Regions from separate parts of the Zea mays genome. Here region 1 is linked to region 2. A link is a contact called in public Hi-C data. All regions are on one chromosome and are shown on one strand. The core of a region is the stretch at or near the end of the contact, and the rest is flanking DNA. Distances in the headings are between cores, read along the strand shown.

Evidence for each region. A called contact is a pair of places that touch in the nucleus more often than the background predicts.
Region 1: a contact with region 2 is called in a Hi-C map of ear, with 3 times the contacts expected there. The contact joins the promoter of LOC109941420 here to the promoter of LOC100194384 in region 2. A contact is called at or near these places in 2 of 25 Hi-C or Micro-C datasets (ear and tassel).

What each region holds. Positions count from the first base shown.
Region 1 is chr8:88,304,815-88,309,351 of Zm-B73-REFERENCE-NAM-5.0, reverse strand. It overlaps LOC109941420 (RING-H2 finger protein ATL3), which reads right to left and starts at 2,014. Exons shown (of 1, transcript XM_020542357.2): 1 at 958-2,014. The coding sequence starts at 1,875. The coding sequence ends at 1,273.
Region 2 is chr8:87,775,503-87,779,918 of Zm-B73-REFERENCE-NAM-5.0, reverse strand. LOC100194384 reads left to right here and starts at 2,044. Exons shown (of 2, transcript NM_001139416.1): 1 at 2,044-2,447; 2 at 2,605-3,323. The coding sequence starts at 2,328. The coding sequence ends at 3,072.

The DNA of each region.
Region 1 (4,537 bases), core at 765-3,264, 530 kb before region 2:
GGACGACGACGACCAGTAGCAGGACGACGACAAATCTCAGCAGACCGCCTCAGGTTCTGTTAATACTGTTTGTGTTGAGAACCTCTGAAGTTATGTTGAATACTTATGTCAGAATTTGTGTTAATACTGTTTGTGTTGGCTATATATGTCTGTGATGATCTGTGATGTATATATGTGATATCTGTGAAATATCTTTTGTTTCTATGGATAGAATAGGAAAAACAAATAAAAAAGGTATGTACTGGTCACTTTGCCGAGTGTGACACTCGGCAAAGAGGTCCTTTGCCGAGTGTCAGAACCATAGCACTCGGCAAAGAACCAAGACATGGGCACCGGTATAGGTTCTTTGCCGAGTGTAGTGGCTCTGACACTCGGCAAAGAATCACGCTTTGCCGAGTGCCATACAAAGCACTCGGCAAAGTACCTGACATGGGGACCCCACTGGCGTATTCTTTACCGAGTGCTGTCCGACAGACACTCGGCAAAGGTAACTCCTTTGCCGAGTGTCACCTGGGACACTCGGCAAAGACACCGTCTCCGTCACCGTCACCGTAACAGCTGCTTTTCTTTGTCGAGTGCCCCCTGGCACTCGACAAACCTCTTTGCCGAGTGTTCGAGAAAAAGTACTTAGCAAAGAAGGCTTTGCCGATGCACTGTGTGCCGAACCATCTTTGTCGAGTGCGACACTCGGCAAAGACTATGCCGAGTGTTTTTAAGGCTTTGCCGAGTGCTTCAAACACTCGGCAAAGCCATCGATTCCGGTATTGCTGGGACCGTCCGGTCACCCGACGCGGACCATGTGACGCAGTGCAGGAAACCCCGCTCCTACTTTCTAGCGTCTGGCCCTAGCTAGTCCGCACCGCCGTAGAGAACCCAGTGTTTGGCGCCGTCGGCGCCAACAGAGTTGATAAAACGAATAATTAATCATGCACATGTCAAGTCCATACACTACAAATGGAGAAAGACTCCATTCAATAAGATATACATACCACTCGACATCTCTAATCCCAAAAACTAAAAACCATGCAGAAATATACATACACACCACACACAATACGAAGAACATGACGAAGGAATTGATCGCCTCACCAATCTTTTCTAGCTGGTCACCTGGAGCTAAGCGACATGGATATGGACGGCGACCTAGCTGAAAGCTGGTTTTCAGTTGTCACCTTCCGCCATGCACGTGGTCCACCACTTTCTTGCTCACCATGCACTCTCAGATCAAGCGAGCGACCTGTCCTCGACTCGGTCGGGCGTCGGAGCGCCGCCTCACACGGAGCAATCCGCGGCGACGTCGTCGTCGTTCTTGGCGTTCATGGAGTTATCACTTATCAGCGATGGCCACCTCGGCGGGGGCCACGAGCCCACGACTCTGCCGCGGCACAGCGGGCACGTAATGTGGAGTCGCAGCCACAAGCCCACGCAGTCGGCGTGGAACCGGTGCCCACACCGCGGGAGGACGCGGACCGAGTCGCCGTCGTTTAGCTCCAGGATGCACATCGCACACTCGGGAGCCTTCCCTCCTTCCTCGGCGCCGGCGCTGGTGTACACGGACACGGGCAGGGACGACGCCACGTCTTCCACCTGCGTTGTCTGCTGCCCACCGAAGTCCTCGTGCCGGTGGCGGGACGCCCACGCGGAGGCCACGGGCAGCGAGTCGTCGCCTTCGTCGTCGGCGCGGTCTGACGCGGACAGCCCCCCTTTCCCAGAGAAGAACCGCCAAAAGAAACCGAAGATGAAGAGGACCACGAGCACGTTGATGCCCACGACGCAGGCCGTCAGTACCGCGCCGTGCGGCGCCCATTGGCCTTCCACCTCCGGCGCCGACGCGCTGGGCACTGAGCCAATACTGCCGCTCCCGAGCGTGGACATGCTGGCTTCTGCGCCGACGAGATGGTTTTGGACAAACCAAACAGCACAGGGGGCTCGCTGCCAATGGTGTACATAAACCACAAACCCTATACCTGCGAACCGTGCACTACTATAGAAAATATATTGCCCATTCCACGAGCTCTTGGAATAATGGTGAATTGGTGGACTTTGCTAATGTCCAAGCGGTTTGACTCGGGTGGTTTTCGGAGCTTGTTGCGTCGTTAGTTATTGATATGATGATGCCCACCGTAGCTTCATACTATAATAACTCAGTAAATCATGACAGAGCTGGCTACATTCTGTATGTTTTCTTACTAGCAGATCTGATTCCTTAATAGAAAATGAAATTCCAATTTGTCGTTATTCGGCACATCAACTTGGTTGAGTTTCCTACCACCGTATAGTCGTATACCTGCGAACCGTGCACTACTATAGAAAATATTTTTACAAGCCGTCCTGAATAAATATATTCAAGCGGAGGTACGTGTGACAATTGGTTCTAAATTTTACACTATAAAATTTAAGGATCAAATTAGATTAGAATCAAATCTATTTCTATTTATCTTTAAACTAAAACTTATTTAGGATAATACTATTTTGCGAAGAAACATTTGAATCATGATCTATTACCACCCTTAAACGGAGGACGAGTCCGCTATCATCTGTGTTTGTAAAAATTACAATATAATTTTTACAACTAGAGCACTTAGAACTATTTGCAAAAATCAACATTTGCAAGCACGTCCGCTTGTAAACTAAGGTGATGTTTGGTTCACGTAATTGTAACGTAATAGGTAACTAATAACGTTAAATCATGTTTGTTTAAGTCCAACGTAATTAAATACCACACTAAAAACGAATACTGGCTTATTCAAACGTATTACCGTCGTAAATCATTATCGTTACCATTTACGTTATCATTCGTGAACCAAACAACACCTAAGTACGTTCGTAGTCGTTGAGGCAGGGGGGTCGAGGAAGACGGAGCTCAGGACCGAGATGTCTAGGTCCTCGCATTACCGGACTCGTCTTTTTTGCCTAGTGTTTCAGACACTTGGCAAAAAACTTTTTACAGTCGGCAAAAATTTTATGAGCAAAGAGCTCTTTGCTGAGTGTTTTTCAGGCACTCGGTAAATTAAGAATCGCAAAAATCCTAAAACAACAATTTTTTAATTAGGGGAATAACCCCTGAAACCTGCCCCATTGCCGAACCAATCACTCTATCATTTACACCATTTTTAACTAAATTCACTTATTTCGTGGCCAGTGAGATTTGAACTCGTAACATTTCTCTCACACATAACCTCCTCTACGACTTCACATCTATCTCATTTATGTCTATATTATAATTTTCTTCCACACGTATTATAACAAATCAAGAGTAAATTGATTATATGAGGTACTAAATGAATTTAAACGAAAAAGTTGTTAACTACAAAGTTGCATAGCTCTTTGAGATCTACAATTTTGATATAAGTAGTTTTTTCATTTGAGATCGTTTACAAAATTTGAAAACTTCAAACATATTTTTGTATGATATGATGATTTCGAATTAAAAGTTGTCAATTATAAAGTTAAATAACATTTCGAGACCTACAACTTTTATTTTTGTGGATTTTCTATCTAAGGTCATTTTAATTTGAAATTTGAATTTAATATAGTTTTGCATGACCATATGATTATAAATCAAAAAGTTGTTAACTACAAATTTTCATAACTTTTTAAGACCTACGACTATCATTTTGGTGGTTTTTTTATCCGAGATCGTTTCACAAATCCGAATTTTAATTTTTTTAAATCAGACATAGTTTTCGTTGACAAGATGACCTAAAATAAAAAAGTTACAAACTACAAAACTCTATAACTACTTAAAATGTACAAAGGTTATTTTGGTTGTTTGGTTATTTATTCATCCAACATGGTTGTTCTAACATTGTTCACAAATTTTATACATCTCTTTTAGAGTTTCATAAACTACAAGATATGTATATATGTTTTGTGAACAAATTTTCTTTGACTTTGTCATATGAAGAAATGGCCAAAATAAATATTGTATATCTTGATGAGCTATACAAGTTTGTAGTTCAAAACTTTTTCATTTAAATTAATTTGTTGCTTCAAAATTTGATTTAAGAATTGTCTTTGCCTAGTGTTGAAAAAATACTCGGCAAATAATATTTTTGCCAAATATAAAAAAACACTCGACAAAGAAGTTATTTGCCTAGTGTCGGAAAAAGCACTCGACAAGAAGCTTTTTGCCAAATGTCGAAAGAATACACTCAGCAAAGAAGCGCTGCCAAGTATTTTTTTTTGACCTTCAGTAAAAAGCTTCTTTGTCGAATGCTCAAAGAAAAACACTCAACAACTCATTTGACACTTGACAAAGAGCCGGATTTCAGTAGTGTCAGCCTCTGCTTTGTCAGGGTTGGACACGGTGAAACCTTTAGGAAAAACGTTGGGCGAGCCTAGGTGGCTGCTTAAGAAGACCGTTTGTAAAGTATATACTTTTTTTGTTGTCATCTTTAAGTTAGGGGCTTGTAAAATAAGGTGTATTTTTAGAGGCACTTGTCTTCCATCAGCCACTTCCAATATTATTATTTTTTTGTAAATGGTAGCCTTTGTTTTCCCGTCGCAAAAAACAATGCAGTCGGTTGCCTTATAA
Region 2 (4,416 bases), core at 795-3,294:
AGGTCCTCAAAAACATGACTAACCATATGTTTTCAGTATATGGATTATTACAGGGGCTTCGGCTTCGGCATAAAGGTCTTCTCTCATGGCAAAGACATACGATGTGAAGATGTAACTCGAAGGTGATAAGAATGGTCGCCGAAGCTATAGCCGAAGAGCTTCGGCTTAATATGGTGACGAAGACCAAATATGATGTTGACCGAAAGGGAAAAAGACTATTTAGTCCTTAATGATTCATGTTATGATTATAAATAGATGTCAGGGACATAAATGTACTTTTACCCGGGTTATGTCTCGTACCTATAAATAGATGAACAGTAGCACCATACTGTTCGCGCTGGATTATAATCACTCTCTCTTGTCTTCACCTTCGAGCAAGCCGAAGGTATCAATGTAATATGAATTCTGTTAATACTCATATATGTTTTGTGGAATGCAAATATAAATGAATCAACAAGATACAGTTATTGTCTACATCCTTTTGCGTTCATATTCATATATTAAATGATGAAGTATGTCCTTCTTGACCTTCGTCTGATGAATATTATACCCATGTGGAGATAATACTTCAGAAGATGAAGGTCTGTTATAATTAACAATTATGTTGCCTTGTTCTTGATTCACAGCATTTGAGAACAAGTGAACAACAGACGCTTTTACGTAAAACTTGTTATTTTTTGACGAAATTAGTGACTCAGATACCTTCGGCCACGACTAGAGATGGCAATGGGTAAATACCCACCGGGTATTACTACCTCATACTCATACCCACGACGCAAAAATAATCCCACCGGGTCACCCATATACACTGGCGGGTATGGATTTACCCCCATACCCATACTCATGTGGGTATGGGTCATCCATTGGGTCACCCGTACCCACAAAAATTAAACTACTATCAAAATATTATACTATACAAATTTCAAGTATATCTATATAAATACCGCTACAAAATTTTCTAGCATCATTTAATCATCCATTCAACACACCAAAGATAATTAGATAAAGTAATAACACTATGATAGTACTACATAGCACATTACATGTTCCATTACATGGTCATTAAATTGTTGTTAAATAATAAAAAGTTGGATGACTAAAATCCAAGTTCATGCTTGGGCAAAGTTTATATTGGGTATTTTATACCCACGGGTTAACGGGTATGGGTGAAGGCGGAACGTTCTAATACCCGTTTACCCATTGGGTGAAGATTTTTGCCCAATAACAGACCTACAGGTAGAATATTTAGCCCACATACATACCCTAATGGAGTAAATACCCATCGGGTATCGGATCGCGGGTACCATTGCCATCTCTAGCCACGACACCGCTTTAATTTTTTTTTCTTTTGTGGATAGGATGCTTGCATCTAAGCCCTCACATGTCATACTGTGTTGTACTATACCATAAAATATGACCTTTGTGCCGTTGCAATCTACTGTCATTGTACTAATAGCCTAGTACAAAGTGGTGCTAGGAATGTATTTATGGAAAACATTTTGAATCGACGATACAAACCAAACGACCTAATTAGGTTCGGATACTAGAACGGATGAATTTAGATATGGTTAACCTGTAAACCAAATAGACCGTATTTATTGATAAAAAATAGAATAAAACCTTGCAGAAGTTTAATATTTTTTTATTTCATACGATATTACAGTTTTGAAATAACACTATAAAACTTTTTAAGGAACTATTTTCTCAAGGAGGCAAGACCCAAACCGGAAATGCCGGGGGAAAAAAAAGAAGCAGAGGGCAGAGTGCGCTGGTACGCATTGTCGCCTTGCCGGTTGGTTGGTCAAAAGGATTGACGGACAGACCGGCCTCCCTTTTACAGTCTGTCTCTTCAAGTAGCGGAGGCACGAGCAATGGAGAAAGGCTTGAAAAAGGAGGGCGCCGCTGCCATTAAAGGCTCTCAAGGGACCGCGCTTGGGAGTGGGAGCGGGAGCAGTTGCAGCTGCAACGGTCACTTTGCTGGCTGCTGGGCCGGTCGGTTCCTTTGCCCACCAGCTCAGCTCACTCAATTCAACACTCTTCGAGCTTGCTTGCCCATCTCCCCAAACATCCGCCGCGCTTCAATACTTACAACGACTCAACGAGATCGCAGCTTCCATGGCCTTCTTTTCCGAATCCCAGACTCCTTTCACAAAACAGAAACAAAAATAAAATAAATCCCAGACTCCCAGAGACAGACAGACACAAGAGTTGGTGGCGTGGTTCCTTGTTTCTACCTCCCTGGGCTCCGTTTCTTTCCCTGCGAAGCTGGCTGGCTCGGCACGGCACTGCACAGAGCATACCGGCGGTAACTGAGAGGCCCTGCGGCGATGGGGAAGAAGCGAGCGGCGGCCGTGAGTGCTCCGTTCCCCGCGCCCGCCTCCGAGCCCGAGTCGGACCACTTCAGCGACTACGGCTTCGACCCGCAGCTCCTCCACTTCCCCTCCCAGGTCCATCTCTAGTTCTCAACACTACACTACTGCTCTACATGATTGCATCGACCTCTTCCAAAAGGAACAAAGATCCAATCATGCCTGCTGCATGCTGGACGCTGGTTACGTTCTTGCATCTTGTTGACGTGCGGTGTGGTTCCTCTGTTCCCCTCAGCCTGAGGCGAAGCGACCGTGGGGCAGGCGCCAGCGCCACCAGCAGCCTGCGCAGTTGAAGCCCCTGGACTCCGCGCGGTTCAAGCTACAGAAGCCCATCGCCAAGAAGCACCACCGCCAGCAGAAACAGCAGCAGCGCCGCCGGTGGTGGAGCTCCGCCGCCTCTGCCGCGCTCCATCTCTTCAGGAAGCGCCCCTCATCAACCAGACCCGCCGCAGGAGCTCCACCTCCCCAGTACGGGTCGCCCGCGTCGCCAACCGTGCCTATGTACCTCACCGACTGCGATGCTGGCGGGGACGACGGCGGCGGCGCGTCCGCGTGCACGTGCTGGGCACCGGCCGTGCGGTCCGGCCGCCTGGCCGCCGCCGAGCTTGGCGCCGCGGCAGTGGCGGTTCCCTACGTCAGCCTCAGGTCCACTAGCCTTGGCACTGGAGGCGCTCCGGTGATGCCCATCTACCTCGTCACCTGAAGCTAGCTACCTCAGGCCGACGCGGGTTTCTTCTTCAGAAGCTTGGACCACAAGACGTCAGTAAATTAAACCCTGTCCAAGCGCCTGGACTAGTCGGTCAAATATCAACTGCTTGCTTCTATAATTGTTCCTGGTTTTCTTCTCCCGTCTGTGGGGTATTTTCCAGATGTAGTTGCAGCAGCTGCGTTTTTCTTTCAAATTCGTTGCTCCAAGAAGGTTGCCGGCTCCTATATGGAAGTTCTGACTTCTTCAGTTTTGCGTTGAACTTTAGATTAAGAGACGATAGATTCTAGTATTAGAGCAACTTCAAAACAATGCTAAGAAGTTTCCAACAAAAAAAATTATTGAGGGCAGACTAAAAATTTTAAGAGTAAGATCATGTTTGTAAGCAACCCAGTTTTTAAGAAATTAGTTTTTATCTTTTAGCTAGAAGATGTCAGCTTCTTAGTTTTTAAGAAACTGATAATCCAATTTTTATAAACTAAGGTATGATATGTTTAGAACCACATCAATTTCTATAAACTAGCATCTAGATGCTTCCAAATATGTCCTAAATTATTATGTATATACTCCAACAACCCTCTTAAATAAAAACTGAAAAACAGAAAACTAGACTCAAAATTTTTAAAAAACACACCCTTCAAACAGCCCACTTTGCACATGTGTATGGGCTTTGGAAAAAGGGCCTTTATATGGGCAGCCCACTTTGCACCTACGTAATCTGTGTTCTCTTAAAATACTGCGGCACTCTTTTAATAGTCCACACATACTAAATGTGATCGGGAGGCAACAAGTCCAGGATTTCCTTAAAATACTGCCCACACAGTCCAGGATTTCCTTAAAATGCACCCTTTGCAAATATCTAGAGAGAACAAGTAATTGAGCCTTTCAGTTCATTGTTGCTCAGACTATGTATTTTCAGACTTTGATTCTAGAGATGTGCAGATAATAGTTTTAGATTGTGATGCATATGCAAATAGTATAATGCACAGATTGGATGTGATCATGCGTAATAAATGACCTCTTGTGTGTTCTCTATGTGCACGCCGTGAGCCACAAGTTTGTGTTCAAATCTGGTTCCATCAACTTCAGTAGCAGGATCATTAAAGTTGCAAGGGACATGTACGGATCACTCAACAAAAACTCTGATGCCTGCATAATGTTAGTGAACATATAGTTCTGCATACAGTTTTGCATTTAAGGATCTGTATCAATCATTTCAGAATTTAAACTTCGTGAACACCAGTAGAAATTTGTTTGAACCACATTCTCAGTCTTACAGACTCAGACTCCCATACTCACAGATTCAAGCAGACATTCTCGCACATTGTCGGATAATTAATT